2 separate regions of the Sus scrofa genome follow, and region 2 is linked to region 1. A link is a contact called in public Hi-C data. All regions are on one chromosome and are shown on one strand. The core of a region is the stretch at or near the end of the contact, and the rest is flanking DNA. Distances in the headings are between cores, read along the strand shown. Region 1 holds the start of WFIKKN2 (WAP, Kazal, immunoglobulin, Kunitz and NTR domain-containing protein 2). Region 2 has its middle 85 kb from the start of TOB1.

What was found. A called contact is a pair of places that touch in the nucleus more often than the background predicts.
Region 2: a Hi-C map of omental adipose tissue shows a contact between it and region 1, with 1.8 times the contacts expected there. The contact joins the enhancer-like site here to the promoter of WFIKKN2 in region 1. A contact is called at or near these places in 1 of 5 promoter capture datasets (liver), 13 of 47 Hi-C or Micro-C datasets (brain, embryonic fibroblasts, epiblast stem cells and 7 more) and 2 of 2 datasets of contacts at active chromatin or transcription factors (alveolar macrophages and skeletal muscle).

What each region holds. Positions count from the first base shown.
Region 1 is chr12:27,090,420-27,095,698 of Sscrofa11.1, forward strand. WFIKKN2 (WAP, Kazal, immunoglobulin, Kunitz and NTR domain-containing protein 2) reads left to right here and starts at 2,822. Exons shown (of 2, transcript XM_013981059.2): 1 at 2,822-2,915.
Region 2 is chr12:27,202,765-27,208,043 of Sscrofa11.1, forward strand. No RefSeq gene overlaps it. Among named protein-coding and RNA genes, the nearest start is that of TOB1, 85 kb to the left of the region's middle. Within about 2 kb of position 3,292, at least 51 of the 83 cell types and tissues checked have an H3K27ac peak or open chromatin away from gene starts, as enhancers often do. A contact at or near this core is called in alveolar macrophages, embryonic fibroblasts, epiblast stem cells and 6 more, where this site is marked.

The DNA of each region.
Region 1 (5,279 bases), core at 1,572-4,071:
CTAAGGCCCCCCAAGACAGCAGATATCATTCTTATGCTTTCTGCATATTTGTTTTCTGGCTAAGATTGTGCCCTTTCCGTGGACAAGGACTGCTGTCTATCTCTATGTCCCCACAACTTAGCACATAGTAGGTGATTTAAAAAAAATCAAGTAGGAGTTCCTGTCGTGGCTCAGTGGTTAACGAATCCGACTAAGAACCATGAGGTTGCAGGTTCAATCCCTGCCCTTGCTCAGTGGGTTCAGGATCCAGCGTGGCCGTGAGCTGTGGTATAGGTTGCAGATGTGGCTCGGATCCCACGTTGCTGTGGCTCTGGCGTAGGCCAGTGGCTACGGCTCCGATTCGACCCCTAGCCTGGGAACCTCCATATGCCATGGGAGTGGCTCTAGAAGAGGCAAAAAAGACAAAAAAAAAAAAAAAAAAAAAAGAAATTAAAAAAAAAGTCAAGTAGGGAGACAGGGAGGAGACTCTGCAAGAGGTAAGAGGTTTGGTCTTGCATGAGGGATGTGGCATCTGAGAGGCTGGCGTGATGTCCCCATGGGTCTCCAGGTGTCTCCACATTTATGGCTGATGTCTCTGGAGGGGGATGACCCGGCCCACTTAGGAAACAGTGTCAGCTGTGTTATCCTGTCAAGGCTCTAATCGTTCAGGCGTTGTTCTGCTAACAGTGAACCTGAGGTCAAAGGTCACCCTGAGTTCACTGTCCTGGGTGACTTCTGGCCGGCTGCACCTAGAGTAGGCCTTGAACCCATCCTGGAGGGTGTGACGGGTCCATGGCCCCTCTGCCCTCCGACAGCGGTGGGTCTCTTCTGAGATGAGGTCAGGACCCGGGCCTCTTTCAGACCCATCCAGCCCATCTCCATTCTACAGAGGCCCGGGTTGGTGGGGAGAGGCAGCTGAGCCCTCCTCTGGCCCCCGGGAGTTGGTGAGCGTGGGGTTCCCTGCCACCCTCCAGGGAGGAGTGCGAGGGGGACAGAGTCAGACGGAGCCAGATCCCAGGACCGTGGGAGGGAGGGCTGAGGAGGAGGGGACTTCAAAGCGCTCCCGCAACAGCTTATAAACAAGCTGGGCTGGTGGGGCGGCCAGCGGGGGCCTTTTGGAGGGGCCGGAAGCTGGCCCGGGGGGTGGTGTGTGTGTGTGTGTGAAGAGCCCAGGACAGGGGTCAGGGAGGGGAGATCCGTGAGCCCCAGGACCCCGAGCAGCCCACTTAGCTGTTCTGTGACTCGATTTCCTCCCGTCCACCCTGAGCTCCCTCTGGGGCTGGCGTGAGGGTCAGCATGACGCAGTGGGTGAAAGCGCTGTGTGGGCGCCAAGCCCTGATCAGATGTTATTTATTATTCTGAGCTGTGTTTTGGTGGGAGACTTGGAAGGGCTGAGAGGGAGAGCGTTGTAGGGCCCCTTCTTCCCCAGTGCTGTTTTGAGAGTTCTCAGCAGAATGGCCAGGAGTGGGGCCCGGCCAGGGAGAGGCCCACGGCTCCCTCTCCACAGGACAGAGCGGGCGGAGGAGCAGGGGGCGGGATGGACGAGCATCTCTGCTTTTCCCACCACCCCTCCCCCTGCTCTGTGCCCCTCCCCGCTCCCCCCTCAGGGGTCCCAAGCGACTCCCCAGAAATCAACCTCCTCTCCCCGGATACTTGTCCTCCAGCCATGGGGCTGTGACAATTTTTCTAAGTGCTGCTCAGAAATGTGTCACTGTCCATTTCCCTTTATGCTATCAAAGGAGGCTGCACACCCCGCGTTCATCTAGCACTGTGCAGAGGCCCGGCTCTGAGCAGCTGGAACATGGGTTTATGAAATTACAGGGAATTCAAAGCAGCCGGCGTCGCCCGCTGTCTGGCTTCATTACTGGGATCGGCCTCGGAGGGAAGTTTATTCCAATAATTTAGGGGATTAGGATCTGACACCCTTCATTAGCTCTTTGACAGAAGCAGAAAAGACAGATCTTGCAGAAGGACCCACACGACAGGAAGGAATTGGCTCAGGCGGGAAGGAGGCAACACACCGCCTGCGAGGAAGAGGCCAAGGCTGCAGGCTGGAGAGAGGGGCGCTGCCCTTTCACAGGCCAACCGGAGGCTGAAGTCTAGCCCCAAGCGGAGAGTGGGCCTGGGCTCAGCACTCAGTGTCCCTGTCTGTGAAATGATTTTATGTTCCTGGACGACAGCAGCTCCCCCAGCCCTTTGCCGTCTGGCCTTGAAAAGGTACCTCTCTCTTCCAGGGAGCTGTCTCCCCACCACCCCTCAACCCCTGGGGATGGAGTGACCAACACAAAGCCACATCCCACTCACTTTTCTTGGCACTTTGGATATGAGCCATTTCCTGCCACATGGGAGAGAAATCGCCCCCACCCCCCCGGCAGCTTCTGGCTCTTCACCTGGCTCCTTGACAAATATAGCCCTTGATGTTGCCCAAATTTTGTATCCGGCCTGTAAAGGCCAGAGCTGGGGCTGCGCCTTGATGGCAGTTTTGATAGCTGGCTGGGGAGGGGTGCTTTGCAAAGGCCCCGCTAGCTGGGGTGCCTGCATTAATCGTAGGGTTGTGTAGCTGTGTGACATGGGGCAAGTGGCTTAGCCTCTCTGTGTGTCTTTTCCTCAAATCTAAAATGAAGGTAGCATTTGTCGTGAGGATGAACTGAGACGATGCACACAGCCTGGCACATGTTACAACCCCAGGAAATATCAGCAATGCATAGTCCTCCCGCTGCTCCCAAGAGGTGACTTTCTTCTCCGTAGAGTGGGGGCCCTGAGAGCTGACCGGCACTCCCTGAGCGCAGCCTTCGTGGTCACTAGCGAGGCGGCTCGGCTGCCCAGTGCCGTCCGGAGCCACTGTGACCACGTAGATTCTCTTGGAGCTGCAAGTGTGTCAGTCGAGGAGCGGGAATGTGATACGTCCCGGAGCCGGGGGAGCCGGAGCATATCTGGTATGTGTCTCTGGAATGATTTGGGGAAAATTCATCGAAGTTGGAACTTGAGCCGCAAACGGGCCGGGACAGAGAGATAGGGAGCTGTCCGCGCGCCCCCCACCCAGGGACCTGGTGCCGGGGCGGGAGTCGGCTTACACAGCACAGGCTGCTCAGGCCCGCCCTGGAATGGCCGTGAACTTGTTGTTTTTCCACGTCAGTTGCTCTCAGATGTACTATCAGGCCGGCGATGCTAACCCTGCGGCGGCAGGTCCCTCCTTGTAACAAGCGAGTGTGTGTTCTTCGGAGGTGGCCAAGGGGAGGAGGGGGCCCGCGAGAGGTGGGGGGAAGGGAAGCAAGCCTCTGCGTACAGTGAGCTTGCGTGTCCCGGAGCCAGCTCCCCCCCAAAGCACATGCCATTTCTGGCCCCCGAAGGGGTTAAAGGCCTCCTGGAGTCAAAAACAAGCAGGTGTCCCACCGTGCCAGATACGCCGCCTAAACTGCTTCCAGCTTTTTTTTTCCTCTTCTGCAACAAGTCTGTGATTAGCCACAGGACAGAGAAGCCAGCAGCCTGCCTGTGACAGGCGTCAGGTTAGCTCGCTCCCACTCGGGTGGCGCGCCCAGGACATAAATCCAGGCTCGGGCCCCTGTGCGGCTCCTCTTCCTGCACCCCCCGGAGAGGGAGCTCCCTTTATCTGAGGCCGCACAGCCTGGAGGGCTCCGCTGGCTGGGTGGAGGCAGCCGCAGCCCCAGCAGCAGCGAGGAGGCCTGCTGGGGTGGGCAGGGCAGGTGTCTGCAGCCCCCGAGGAGCAGAAGGCCCTGGGGGCCCCCCCCGCCCTGGCCTCGTCTCAGGGGAGGTCTCTGGCTGCCTCAGACCGCACCATGTGGGCCCCGGGGCGCCGCCAGTCCCCCGCTGGGGGCAGGTGGCAGCACTGCTGGGGGCAGGTGGCAGCACTGCTGCTGCTGCTGCTTGGGGTACCCCCGAGAGGCCTGGCACTGCCACCCATCCGGTATTCTCATGCTGGCATCTGCCCCAACGACATGAACCCCAACCTCTGGGTGGACGCCCAGAGCACCTGCAAGCGGGAGTGTGAGACAGACCAGGTGAGTGCGAATCTGGAAGCCTGAGATGGGCCGAGTGGGCTTGTTTGTGAGTGAGAGTGAACGCTGGGTGCTGGGGTTGACTCGGGTCTGTGCAGCAACCGGGGTCCCAGGCCATGGAGATAAATAGGGTGTGATGCCCGTCAAACTTCGAAGGGGCCCGGAAGATGAGGTGGGAGTGGTGTCTGAGTTTTTCAGTGACTGAGAATCCTCGGATTCCTGGTCTCAGGTCTGCTGAGAGCTGCTCTGAGCTAGCTCTGTGCCAGGCACATCAGACAGACTGCTACGACCCATCTGCCCGTCGACAGGTAAGAGTGGAACTCAGGAGGCTGCAGTGAGCAGCACAAGGCTCCATGGCTGGGGGAGAGGGGGGGAGGTGGGGTGGGGTGCCTGGACCCCGTATCTGTCTGGCCACAAAGCTTGGGCGTCATCCGATGCCAGGCCACCTCCCCGGGGGTTCAGACCCTGACCCTGAGATCAGACCAGGCTGATGGGAATGGTGGGCATGAGTGGATCCAAATAGACTCTCTGGGTGTCCCTGGGAGGGAAGTGGCCTAAATTTCCACCTGCCAGAGTCCTCTGTCCTCCCTTCTGCTCTCATCAGAGTTCTTACAGTGCTCAGGGCAGCACTGGTTCTGAAGCCAAGCTCTCCCAGCTCCTGAGCCCAGGGGCTGTTCCCGCCACTTCCCCTGGGTTACCTGGCACCTGCCTGGGCAGAAGTACTTCCTGTCAGTCTGGCAGCTCTGGGGGCTCTGGCTGTACTGGGCATCACCAGGGAACGTGAGAGACCCCAGTGTTCCCTCTGCCAAACGCATGCGTCCTACGGGATGAGGGCTTCCCCTGGAGAGAGTGGCCTCTCCCTCACACTGAGTGCCCAGGGGACAGTCCTCAGGCTTCTCACTGGCAGGGAGCAATGGGGCACCGCAGGGAAGGGCGATAAGGACTGGGGAGGGTGGCAGAGCCTTCCCATCTGGCTGAGGTCATGCTGTTACCTGGCTACACTGGCTGGGGAGCCTGTTTCCCTGGCACGGGCAGGTCTCATAAATCAGGTGCGGCTTGGGACAGCGAGACTCTGGCTGATTTTGCGTGTCTTGGGGAGAAAGCGCCTCCGTGGGCTGGGGTTTAGACAGCCTATGGGTATGTTCTGAGCCCTTCGGCAAAAACTGCAAAAGATTCCCTCCGGATTTCCTGTGCCCAGAAATACCCTTCCGGGTGCCCAAGGACCCAGCCTTTCGTGGACTTCTGAGTCCTGAGGGTGCTCCCCCGCCAGAGTCCTTAAGGAAT
Region 2 (5,279 bases), core at 2,042-4,541, 110 kb after region 1:
AGTTAACAAACCCAACTAGGAACCATGAGGTTGTGGGTTCAATCCCTGGCCTTGCTCAGTGGGTTAAGGATCCAGCGTTGCCATGAGCTGTGATGTAGGTTGCAGATGTGGCTCAGATCTGGCGTTGCTGTGGTTGTGGCGTAGGCTGGAAGCTGTAGCTTTGATTAGACCCCTAGCCTGGGAACCTCCATATGCCAAAGGTGTGGCCCTAAAAAGCAAAAAAAAAAAAAAAAAAAGAATGAAGGGGTCTGGCCGCCTGGGGTCCTATTTTAGGGACTCAGAGATCCTCCAAGCCAAGTCAGGCTCAGCTTGCAATTCTTCCACTTGCTGAAGAAGCCCAGAGCACAGTGGCAGAGTCAGAAGTGGCCGAGTGGCCGTGGCCGAGTGGCGCTTCCCTGTGTGCGGAAGTGCCATGGATACATGCTACCTGTGTGAGTGTGCGGGACATGCTTGCAGCCACGTGCGTCGGAGTGTGCCTTGTGGGCCGGTGGCTGCATAGAACCTGTGTGCAGGAGGGAGTTGTGTCTCGGTGTGTGTGAAGGTCTACTTAAGTGGGGGGGGGCAGTGTGTGTGCACATGCAGAGTGGGTGTGTGAGACGCGTGCAGGTCCAGGTATGCACACGGAGGGTGGTGTGGGTTGAAGGAGCATCTCCGGGACTGGGATGAAGGCCTGGAAGGGCCTCTCCCTCACTCTGCACACCCCCTCTGCCCACATGGTCAGCCTGTGGCCGATGGGCCCTGACCAGTCAATGAACTCAGGGTCTGGAAGAGTCAGCGGCTTTTCCGACCTCTTTGCCAAATGAGATGTCAGCACAGAGGCAGGGGTGGGGGTGCAGGCTGGGGAGCGTGGCCATGACTTCATGACAACTGGCTGCTGGGGGAGGGGTGGGGAGCCAGGAACCCGGCCCGGTTGGCCCCTGGTTGTGGCAAGGCCTGGGGAATCCGCTCTGGGTGGGAGAGGCAGCAGCCCAGCCCCAGGCTCACAGTTCTCGGGGACCTTTGGTTGCTTTTGTGGGGGCCATGGTTAAGCCCGGGCCTACCAGGAAGGTGGGGAGGGGCACTGTGCAGCACCGAGAACCCTCCAGGGGCTTTCAAGAGCCACCCCATATGCTCACAGCAACCCCGGGAGCTAAGGACTCTTATCCTGGTTGTGCGGATGAGGAAACTGAGGTTCAGAGAGTCAAAGGAACAGATGTGTCTGGAGCCAGACAGCTGGAGTGAGTGGTGGAACAGCCTGGAAACATGGGTTGGTGCATTTCCACCCTAGCCCATGGCAACATAGAGGGGCAGAGGGGCAGCTCCAGTGAAAGCATTGATGTGTAGGCATCTCTGAATCCTCAGACTCCATGCTCCTCATCCCCCCATGATGGCCTCCATCTTGGGGAGCCCCTCCACATACTCCACTACAATGTGAGGGCCAGGGACCTCCCTATGCAGTGGGGCCACCGGAAGTAATCAGAAGCCTTTCTCTGAGCACAAGCCAGAGGCTGGGCCCTATTCAGAGCAGAATGCCTTGGTCCAGGCCACACCGCCCTGACTACCAGCGATCAGGCTTGTGATGTTCCTTTGTGGGGTTGGAGGGGCCCCAAGATCACAGACCTGGGGGTGGATGTGAGCACCATCTTTGCATCCAGAAGCTGAGATCAGCTTTTGGGGTGCTGTTTGTTCAGCCATTTACTAGTTTCTCTTTACAGTAATAATAATGAGCCCTGTCTAAGCGTTCTCGTTCACAAAGTACTTTCACAAATGTTCTCTCATTTAATCCTCTCGCCTGCCTGTGATGAGGAGTTAATATACCCATTTTATGGAACCAGAAACTGAAGCACAGGAGGGAGGTTCTGGGACTAGTCTCAGATCTCATGGCCTCCAAGGGGCAGCCACCTGGCCTTCCTGACCCCTGTCCTGACCCGCTCCTTCCACAGCAGCAGCTCCTCCCAGAGGAGCGTGACACTCCTCCGGCTCCTCCAGAGGCAGGCCTGCATCATTTCCCAAAGCAAGACCAGATGATCCGCTGTCTTCATCCGGGGGCTGTGTGAAGGCTGCTCCCCACACTCCCCTCCTGCAAATATTGGGGTCTGGGTGGTGGGAAGATATAAAGACGCAAAAGTAACTGCCGCAGAGAGCTGGAGACAGGTGCCAGGAGGGGTCCCTCCTGCCCTTGGCACTGGGCCAGCAGAGGAGCAGAAGGAAGCAGCAACTCCTGGAATATAACCCATTGACCGGGCACCCAGTGCCAGCTGTTGCCAGGTTCTCATCTGCTTGTGGCAAAATGAGAAACATAAGGACATTGTGAGGTTTTCATGAAGCTGGACTCAGTCTGAAGGAATGTGCTCTTACCTGAGCTGTGAATTCTTGTCCGTGTGTGCTTGTCCGTGTGTTTAAAAGGACTTTTCTGAGTTCCCGTTGGCTTAGCGGAAACGAATCTGACTAGGAACCAGGAGGTTGTGGGTTTGATCCCTGGCCTTGCTCAGTGGGTTAAGGATCCGGCGTTGCCGTGAGCTGTGGTGTAGGCTCGAATCCCCAGTTGCTGTGGCTGTGGTGTAGGCTGGCAGCTGTAGCTCTGATTCGACCCCTAGCCTGGGAACCTCCATACGCCATGGGTGCAGCCCTAAAAAGAGAAAATAAAATAAAATAAGATAAAATAAAAGGACTTTTCCTTTGACATTTCCTCCTAATGTCCTTAACTCGGCAAAATGAAGAAACGGTGACCATGTCAGGCCCTATATTGTTTCTTTGGAAACGTTAGTGAGCTGAGAAATCCAAAGATGCTAGTTCCTGGGGGGACCTGGCGCAGAAGTTGTTTTTTAATTGAGGGGGGATATCGGAACAGCTGGAAAAACCCACGGAGAGAAGGGGTTGGGTGGGGTTCCTGCCCAGACTCAGCCCCACAGTCCCAGACCCCAGGCATCCCCAGGAAACCTGAGCAGAGGGAACATTTGAGTACAGGGAATTCTGAGAAAGGCCTCAGGGCCAGCGCTCCATGCCACACGCCCTCAGCCTCTTCTGTGACCCAGAGCCAGGCGCAAATGTTCCCTTAAACCTAACCTCCTGCCTTCCCCAGCCCCCACAAGGCTGGTTCTAAAATAGCCTAGGCCCTAGGAGGAGACGTCATGGGTCAGGCTGGCTGCCTGCCCCTCAAGAGGGCACGTTGGTAATGCCAAGGCCAAATATAGAGAGACACGGGACACCAATGGGGGACTCAGGGCCTGGGGAGCCGCGCCCTCTTCCAGGTGCCTACCCTTCCCCCACCTGTTCTGAGCTCTGCACCCCCTAAGCCTGGGCAGCCGGGAGGCACCGCTTGCTGGCCTGGCTGTGGCCCGGGGACATGTCCCAACAAGTCCTGAGCAAAGCTGGAGGTGGCCCAAGGGGGTGCCAGGCCTGGTCTGGGTGTGAGCTTGGGGACACCGCCTCCGTCTGGGGGTCTCTAGGTGCTTTTATAAGCGTCGCCTCCCACGGGCTGCCCCCTCGATCAGGAGGCTCAGGAGACAGGAGGAGCCTCCCAGGCGGAAGCACTCCTGCCCTCTTTTCTTCCCAGCTTCCCAAGGAGACCAAGGCCATAAAGCCGGGGGCGGGAGGCTGGGAAGAGGGCAAGCAGCCAGGCCAAACCCCAATAAACTGCTGGTTCAATCGAACTGCAAATAATCAGGCCTGATCACCAAGGTTACCTCCGCCCTCCACTCCCGGGAATTAAAAGTCAAAGGGCAGAGCTGCTGACGCAAATGTCAGGGGAGACAGGAGGTTTGGAACAGCTGGGATCCTGCTCCCTGGCTCCGCCGCCCCAGAGCCTTGAACACGGCATCCCCCAGGCCAGGCCCCCAGAGCCCGGTGTGCACTCGGGGAAGGGGGCTGCGCTGCCTCTCCTTCCTGGTTCCAAGGTCAACGGTATCTGATTGGAGGTTAATGAGAAATTCCCGAGACGTGGCGTGGCTGATGCCTGGGGGACGGGGAGAAGCAGCAGCTCAGCGTCTCATAAGCCTCTCTCCTCCCACCCCTAAACAGAAGGAAGAAGCCTCCATCCTCCCTGTGGGGGCTGGGGGGGCTGGCTCCCTGAAACTCTCTGTGTGCCCCCCAAGTCCACCCTATGGTGGGCACGCCCTGGGCAGCTGCGCTGTGTTGGGTGCACCAGTGGTGACCCCCAGTGGCCAGTGTGGGACTTAAACTTGGGCGACTGCAGACCCAACACTGAACCTCAGCCCAGGGCAATGGCTGGGAAATGTGAGCTGTGCAAGATTTAGGAATTTGATTTTGTTTTTTTTTTTTTTTTTTTTTTTTTTTTTTTTTTTTTGTCTTTTTGTCTTTTGTTGTTGTTGCTATTTTTGGCCCTCCCGGCATATGGAGTTCCAGGCTAGGGTTCAATCGGAGCTGTAGCCACCAGCCCACGCCAAGCCACAGCAACGCAGGATCGAGCCGCGTCTGCAACCTACACCACAGCTCACGCAACGCCGGATCGTACCCACTGAGCAAGGCAGGACCGAACCCGCAACCTCATGGTTCCTAGTCGATTCGTTAACCACTGCGCCACGACGGGAACTCCGGGAATTTGATTTTGGATAACAGGGCTGTTGGCATTTGGAGGTATTTTGGGATGTGCTGATTTTTCCTAATTGAACTGTGGCTGGATCTCAGCCTAAAGGTCCTACTGTTGGCAAATCGGCTTCAACGTGTCCAAGAATGCACTCCTGTTAGCCCTGCTCCTCCTCCTGACTTCCCCGTTTCTATTAATAGCACTGCCACCCTTCCAAGCCTTCAGGCTCCCAACCGTGGAGTGGAGTCATCGTCCATCTCTTCCTGCCCTGGGCTGGGTGCCTGGTCCTGCCCCTCCTTGCTCTGCCGGCCACTCTTAAAGCCCCCTCATGGCCTCTGCCCCAGTGAGTCTAGTCAGCCGGCCTCTCGCCTTGAGCTACTGCCAGTGTCAACAATGCTGCTGGGTCAGACGTGCGGATGTGACCAGACCTCCACTTACTTGGTGTGTGACCTTGGGCAAGGCACTTGCCTTCTCAGTGCTCAGCTTCCTCAGCTGTAAAATGCGGATAATAATTACGGTTCCCATTCATGGAGCATTGCAGGAATTAATGCAGATTTGGGTAGTTCCCATTCTGGCTCAGTGGAACGAATCTGACTCGCATCCATGAGGACACAGGTTTGATCCCTGGCCTCGCTGCTCAGTGGGTTAAGGATCTGGCGTTGCCGTGAGCTGTGGTGTAGGTTGCAGATGCGGCTCAGATTCCGAGCTGCTGTGACTCTGGTGCAGGCCAGTGGCTGCTGCTCTGATTTGACCC